2 separate regions of the Rattus norvegicus genome follow, and region 1 is linked to region 2. A link is a contact called in public Hi-C data. All regions are on one chromosome and are shown on one strand. The core of a region is the stretch at or near the end of the contact, and the rest is flanking DNA. Distances in the headings are between cores, read along the strand shown. Region 1 holds the start of Gm2a (ganglioside GM2 activator). Region 2 overlaps Anxa6 (annexin A6).

Evidence for each region. Hi-C and Micro-C count contacts between places; a contact is called where the count stands out from the background.
Region 1: a contact with region 2 is called in a Hi-C map of liver, with 2.8 times the contacts expected there. The contact joins the promoter of Gm2a here to the enhancer-like site in region 2. A contact is called at or near these places in 7 of 12 Hi-C or Micro-C datasets (the A7r5 cell line, Schwann cells, frontal cortex and 4 more).

The regions. Positions count from the first base shown.
Region 1 is chr10:39,718,380-39,722,026 of GRCr8, forward strand. Gm2a (ganglioside GM2 activator) reads left to right here and starts at 1,540. Exons shown (of 4, transcript NM_172335.2): 1 at 1,540-1,679. The coding sequence starts at 1,581.
Region 2 is chr10:39,618,784-39,622,417 of GRCr8, forward strand. Anxa6 (annexin A6) reads right to left here. Exons shown (of 26, transcript NM_024156.2): 14 at 2,897-2,975; 15 at 782-863. Among named protein-coding and RNA genes, the nearest start is that of Tnip1, 36 kb to the left of the region's middle. Within about 2 kb of position 2,253, at least 3 of the 93 cell types and tissues checked have an H3K27ac peak or open chromatin away from gene starts, as enhancers often do. A contact at or near this core is called in liver, where this site is marked.

The DNA of each region.
Region 1 (3,647 bases), core at 290-2,789, 99 kb after region 2:
CCTGACTCAAGACACACCATAGTGATTTATTTCTTTTTTCTTTTCTATTTTTAAAAAAAGATTTTTAAATTTATTTTATGTATGTGAGTACACTGTAGCTGTCTTCAGACACGCCAGAAGAGGACATCAGACCCATTACAGATGCTTGTGAAGCCACTATGTGGTTGCTGGGAATTGAACTCAGGACCTCTGGAAGAGCAATCAATGCTCCTATCTGCAGAGCCATCTCTCTAGCCCCATGATTTATTTCCTACAGAAGGAAGATAAGGAAAAATTCAAGGGAGATAAAGAAAAAGGAGCCCCTTCAACTGGAATCTAGTTGGAGCAGAAAAGCAAGAATCCCAGCACAATTAAATATTACTTAAGGCTTCCCACATTCCCAGTTGTTTACAGTTTTCTAGCAATCTTACTAGAAATTCCATTTACCAAGAAGCACATGTACTCAGGCTCCTGTCTAAGTTCACTGGTTTCTAGTTTTAGCTAACCAGCTTGAAACACTGTCCAAAGCACCTTTGGAGCCAATCCATAACTTTAATGATCGAATAAAGAAACAGAGATGGGGTTCCCAGAAACCCGTGAAGCAATGGGCTTTCAAAATCTTGTAGACAGAATGAGAACTAGAGAAATTGAGTCTTTGAGAAGGCCACAAATCTACTTTCCAGTGTGTTTTAAAATCACCAACTATGCTTCTCCATAGGTCCTAAAATTCTTTTTCAGCGATGAAGCCCAGTTTGGCCTGAGTGGAGGTCTCGAACTCCTCGGGCTATCACGCTGATAGTGTATATGCTCTTTCTGTCGACATTCCTGGTATTTTGTTTGTACCTTGGAAAATGAACTTTGGTGTCTAAACAGACTCCGGCCGGCGATAGGCGCCACCACCCCCATCATCCTCAGGCGCAGGTGCTTCCTTAGGACTAAAAGCCTCAGGGGGCCTGGCAGCGTTTTAGATACTGTTAAATGCCAACAACCAGACGCCAGGGAGTTACAATGTGAGAGGACAGAAGCAGGAAACTGTCGGGGAGCTTTGACTCTATAGAGAAGAACCTAAAAGGGAAAACAACTGAACCTCCCTAGACACACCCCAGAGCTTCGCTCCGCCTCGCCCCTCCACGCCCAGCAAGTTCTGCCTATCTTCCCCCCCACCCCCCAGCCCCCTAGCCCGGCGGCGCGCTGAGCCCTGTTTCTGCATTCTCCTCCGCCCTGGCACTCCGCCCTGCCCCTCCCACCTTTAGCCCCACCCCTTACGTAGCCCCCGCCCCTCGCGTTCAGCCCTTCTCGCCCCCTTAGACTCGCCCCTTCGCTCCGCCCTCAATCGGCTCCGCCTCTTTCGCAGAGCCTTTTTTTTCTCAGCACTTAGCTCCGCCCCTTCCTCCCCTGGCTCTGCCCCCTCAGTAGGCCGTTGAGGGTGGGGCCGAAGTGGGCGGTACTTGGGGCGTGACCGGAGAAATCCCGCCTAGGGCCTGCAATCTCTGCCCCGCGGGGCGGAGCGCTGAGCGCAGCCAGGCATTGCAATAGGGACCTGCTGGCTTTAAAGGCACTGGAGAGTCGCCGTGCCTAGACCGACCTCGAGGACCGTCGCCATGCGTCGTGTACCGCTGCTGCTCGTGCTGGGCTTGCTGTTCGTGCTGGGCTTGCTGTTCGCTGGCCCTGTCGCCCCTTCGCGCCTCATCTCGAAGCGCGTGAGTGCCCCTGATCCTGGAGCAGGCCTTCAGCGGCTGATGGGTCCAGATTGTCCTAGAGGGGCTCCTGTCCTCCGAAGCGTCCTGTCCCATCCTTTCCGGGTGCAGAGCAGCGATTCGAACGCTCCTGCCCCAGACCCAGGATCTCAGCGTGTAACTCGCTGCACTCCCCGCCCTCCTCTTTCACTGTTTTCTGCTTAGCTCTGAGCTCTTTCTGCTGTGAGAGGGTTGAATCAGGCCAGGGGTTTCAAACTTGGCTACCAGGTGACAGAGGGCCAGCCGTGTGATCCCACTGCACCTAGTTGTGAGCCTTTGAGACCCTCCATCTCCTGCCAGTCTTTCACTTCCCTGTCTCTCATTTTCCACGCTACAGACCCCCGGGAAAGGGAAGTTCGGTCATTCTGAGGGAAAAGCCCAGTTCCATTGCCTTTTGTGGTGGCCCAAAGTGCAGGTCCTCCAGATCCCTCCTGCCAGCCGGCTGGATAAAGGGGGAAGGTGTTATGGACAATCTTAGCCTTGGTGTATAAAATGTGTGTGATGTCAGCATAGGGTGAGGGCTTTCATGAACCCGGTGTTTGCAGAATGCCAAAAGAATAGTGCAGTTAGGGCCAGTATGGCCTTGGCCTTGTTCGGTCAGATGCAGGGTGATGTTACTTGTGGGAGGAAGGAACTTTTGACCTCACTGTCCCAGAGGCTAGTCAACTTGTCTCTTGATGTCTCCTAGTGTGGGACTGATAGTCTTGGCTCCGCAGCTCGCCTTGTGAGGTGGAGCCCTGTTAGAGGCAGTAGGCCTTGCAGATATTCCCGTTTCTCATATATGCTTTGTTTGTGGGTTCCATTCCAACTTTCGGTGCTCAGTTAGGCAATTTGGAGGGACTCGGGCATTGCAGGCACCAACCTCCTTTTGCTCATGAGGGACTTTACTCAAGATCACTCAGCCATACTTTTGAACCCCGCTGACTGTCATCACCATGTTCTCTAGAGGCTTATGGGTACAGAACTTGAGTCTGCAGTGACTAGTGATTGACCGAGCTTTCGGAATCCTGGGGTCTTCTTTTATCATTGTCTGGTCCTATGACCCTGCACTGTAGCGACTCAAGATATGGCTGGTTTTGTTTTGGCCACTTACTAGACTCTATGTTGCATAGTGGGTGTCATTTATCATATACCTACTGTGTGCGGTAGGTTGAGCTTTGTACTTTTCCTCTTTAAAGTAGTTAATGATGATTTTGAACTACTGAGCTTCCTGCATCCGTCCCCCAATTTTGGAATAATTTATGGGGATAGTATAGAGTTCTGTGTATTTACCTAAGTGCTTTTGTTAGCATCCCATTTTATCCGTGTACTTGTTAAAACCAAGAAGCCAGTGTAGGTTGGTTACTGTGAACTAAATTAGGCCTTATTTGGGTCTCATCGATTTCCCATGAATGCCCCCTCTCTGTTCCAACTCCTGCTCTGGGGTTCCGTATTGTCATCCCTGTCACATCTTCTCACTCTACTGAGGCCTGGGGCAGAAAATTTAAATGAGCTTGGCTGCCTTCAGGAGCTGAGTCCTGTCGCTTTCTGAGTACAGACTTCTTACCCCTGCCATTGCCCATTTAATAAATGAGGAAGTTGAGCCTCCAGGGGTTAACATGCCAGAGACCAGTGGTTAACTAGCATCTGTTAGCGAGAGTAGTAGTGGTTGGTATGTGATAGAGGGACAGCCTCTGACCTGTCCCTGTCTTCTATCCGTGTAGCCACATCTAGGCTGGGGATAGCATCTACCAGGTTCCAGGTACACACTGCTGATCTCTGTCCTCCCTTTCCCCATGAGCCTGGACTCAGCTGCTGGGATGCCGCACAGGTGAAGCTGCCTAGGCCCTGTTTAGTGGGGGGACCCCCTTGTGAGAAGTCTTCTAGGGTTGGGGGAAGAGGTGATCGGAGAGGGTGGAAGATTCTAAAAAAGGATGCCCTAGAATCTTCCCC
Region 2 (3,634 bases), core at 1,003-3,502:
CCTGGAACTCGCTCTGTAGACCTGGCTTCTAACCAGAGATCTGCCTGCCTCTGCCTCTGCCTCTGCTCCCACAGTGCTAGGAACAGTGGTGCGTGTCACTAAGGCCTGATGGGATCCAATTCTCAAAGCATTTGTCCCTGTAGTCTCACAGTTAGTTATAGAGATGCTAGGTAGGTATTATTCTCTCGAAGAGAACTCACTGAGACCCAGAAGGAGCAAGACCCCTTGGGAGTTGTGGCTGGGTTTATGGGAGGAAGAAAGACAACAGAACCCAAACCCCCATTCTCTTTCCCAGCAAGGGTGTTCCAAGCACAGGCTCAGTTGGGTGCAGGTAGCTGACCATCATATGGTGGTTCTTTCCATTGTCAGCAAACTCCACCTGGAGGACCCAACCATCGGGGTGGTGTCACCCCAGCAGGGGGCTCTTGGGTCCTCGATGGACCCTATTTTACACACTGGAACTTGTCCAGAGTCACACTGAGTCAACACCCAAGACTTGATGACTAGTACTTTCGTCTACACCAGGGTCCTGCTCAGAGGCTGGGGGATAAACACCTTAGTGTTCAGGAAAGACTCCTTTCAAACTCACTCCAGACCCTCCTCTAGCCTCCCCTCCCACCTGAGATAGAGGAAGCTCCCACAGAGTCCCCTTATCCCACAGAGCCTAGTTGGAGGCTTCACCCCCCCCCACCCCCCAGCCCAGACCCTCTTACTCAGCCCCTTACTGCCAAACCTGCCTGGCTGCAGCCAAGAGGCCTTTTCTGATTCTTGTCACTCTTACCAATTCCCTTCATGGCTTTCCGCAGGGCCTTGGCATCAGCATCGGGGTTGAAATCGTTGGCCGCACGCACGGTACCCTTCAGCTGTGAGAGGGAGGAAGAGGCTCAGCAGGTGAATGGAGACCCGTGGGGAGCCAGGTCCAGACAGGAGCATGCAGAGTGCCAAGGGCTTTCCAGACTGAGTCCCAAGCAGCCTGGGGAAGGAGGCACAGCAGACAAAGCCCACCCAGGGCTGAGAGAGCAGAGAGTCTCAGGCCTGGGGACAGGTGAGTGCTGGACAGGGAAGGGACAGCCTCTGCAATCAGACTTGGCTCTGTCCCAGCTCCTAAGGCTGAACATTCCCCTGGGGCCTCTCAGCCCCACCCACCCTGCCCCAGGGCCCCGATGCCTGGTGTAGCCATGGCTCCCTGTAAGGAGGCCAAAAGACTCAGAAGCAGAAGTGGTTTTTCAGTCCTGACCCAATGACGTCCATGCTGCTCTCTCCATATCTGCCATTTCTTTTTAATTTTGCTTAAGTGAATTTGGGGTTTTGCAGTTATTTTATTCTGTTTGGAGAGAGGGGTCTCACCGTGTCACTCTATCTGGCCTGGGACTCACTATGTGGACCAGGGTAGCCTCAAGCCCAGAGATCTGCCTGCCTCTGCCTCCTTGAATGCTGGGATGAAAGGCCGTCATCATGACCAACCTTTGCTTAAACAACTTTCTTTAGAGTAGTCAGGAGAGGGATGCTTGCCATTCTGAGCAACACCTTCTGATAGATCTATTTTGAAGTGCATTTAAATACTCATAAAAGGCAATAATTTCTTAAAGATTTATTTGTTTATTATATATGCATGGTGTCCTGCCTGAATATATGCCTGTACACCAGAAGAGGGCACAAGGATCCCACTACAGATGGTTGTGAGCCACCATGTATGTGGTTGCTGGGAATTGAACTCAGGACCTCTGGAAGAGCAGTCAGTGCCCTTAACCAGCTGGGCTCGAACTTATTGAGCTCTGTCTGCCTCTGCCTCCTGAGTGCTGGGTTTAAAACCAGGCACCACCGTGCCTAACCTTCTGTATATATTTATATATCCTCTTGTGCTAACAGGTCCCTGACATATAACAGACATTTAAGAAATACTTATCAATTTAAGAAATAGGTGAATCCCCCCCCCGCCAGCGTTGGCAATTAAATCAAAAGCTATTGAGCTATCTCCCTAGCTTTGCAATAAAAATAATTTTATACTTTATATACTACCACAAGTTAGAAAAAAAATTATCCTATGTCATTAACAGATGATCGTTCATAAAAATGAACGTAATGCCAGCCCCCACTTAAGTTAAAGGTCACCAAATTTAAGAGGCCATGGCTTGCCAAAGGCACTGAACTTTTGGCCAGCTCCCTGGGCTCTCTGTGTAAGAGGGCAGGCACCTCGTGGAGCACAGACGTGGCGACAAGCCCATTTATCCTCACTTATCGGAAAGGCTGGTGGAACTGGGTTTTACTCAACACTGTGGGAGGCGCTTCCATTGGCCAAGCCCAGCTCATTCCTCATATAACCTGAGACCTCCCGCAGTGCCAGCCTTTGCCTTCGAATTTAGGGTAGAATAGAACTTCAGAGCTCAAGAGCCTTAGACCAACCAGGACTGCCACGTCTAACCGCCTCATTTGAAAGGTTCAGACATAGAGGCCGAGGGGGAAGGTGAGGACCCAGCAGTATCTAGAGTAGTTTGCCAGGAGCCTCTGTGAAACCTTTGGTCCTGTCCTGTGTGGACTCCCCAGGCATGACAGTGCTCAGGAATAAACCCCTGAATCCTGCAGTAACGCAGTAAACAGTAGCAGGGGTGCCCTCTCTGCTCTCAGTGTGCAAAGCCCAGCTGCCAGGCCCAGGATGCAGAGGTCCTCATGGAACCAGTCAGGGCTCACTGGAGGAAGCCTTGTTAGTAGAGAGCAGGCAGAACACTCCCTGGGCTGTTAGAACCAGTGCAGGGATGTGGAAGCTTCAGATGTAAGACGCCTCAGCTCCAGTTGGCCACCAGAGGGCAGCTGGGGGCCAACCAGCACAGCGGAAAGATGCAAGCAGAAGGGGAAGCCAGTGATTAGGAGGTCAAGCAGGAAGTGGGGAGGGTCTGACCTCGACTCGGGACACTGCACTAAGTTCCCACATCTGATAGGCCACCTGTGCTGCCTCCGGGAAGAACTGGCCAGCGGCACTGGAACGGAGGGGTTCGGGAAAGGACGGGAGGGAAGGGAATGTCATCATGGGCTACACCCCACGCTTGAGCACACTCTTATGCTGAATACACACATACAGTAGCCAACACACACACACCACACACACACACACACACACACACACACACACACACACACACACACACTCCAAACAGGGTGAGACATCAACACACATTCTAACATAAAGACAAACAGGAACACTTGGTAAGGCAACAATGTGCACCCCAATTCGTGTACCGTAACACATACCCCACCACCACCACACACCTGTCTGGCTTTGTTTCTTCTGTACCATGAGTTTGTCTGAGGACCTTCTACTGCTATGATTCTTTTTTTTTTTTTAAAGGATTTATTTATTTATGAGTACACTGTCGCTGTCCTCAGACACACCAGAAGCATTGGATCCCATTACAGATGGTTGTGAGCCACCATGTGGTTGTTGGGATTTGAACTCAGGACCTCTGGAAGAGCAGTCAGTGCTCTTAACCTCTGAGCCATCTCTCCAGCTCCTAGTGCTATGATTCTTGTCTTCTGTTAAGCTCCCTCCAATCTATGCAGGGCTTTCCCTAGCAGCCTTGTTGGTCCAGGACCAAGAAAGACAGTCCCTCAACCTCTCCTTTGTTCCTTACAGCATGGG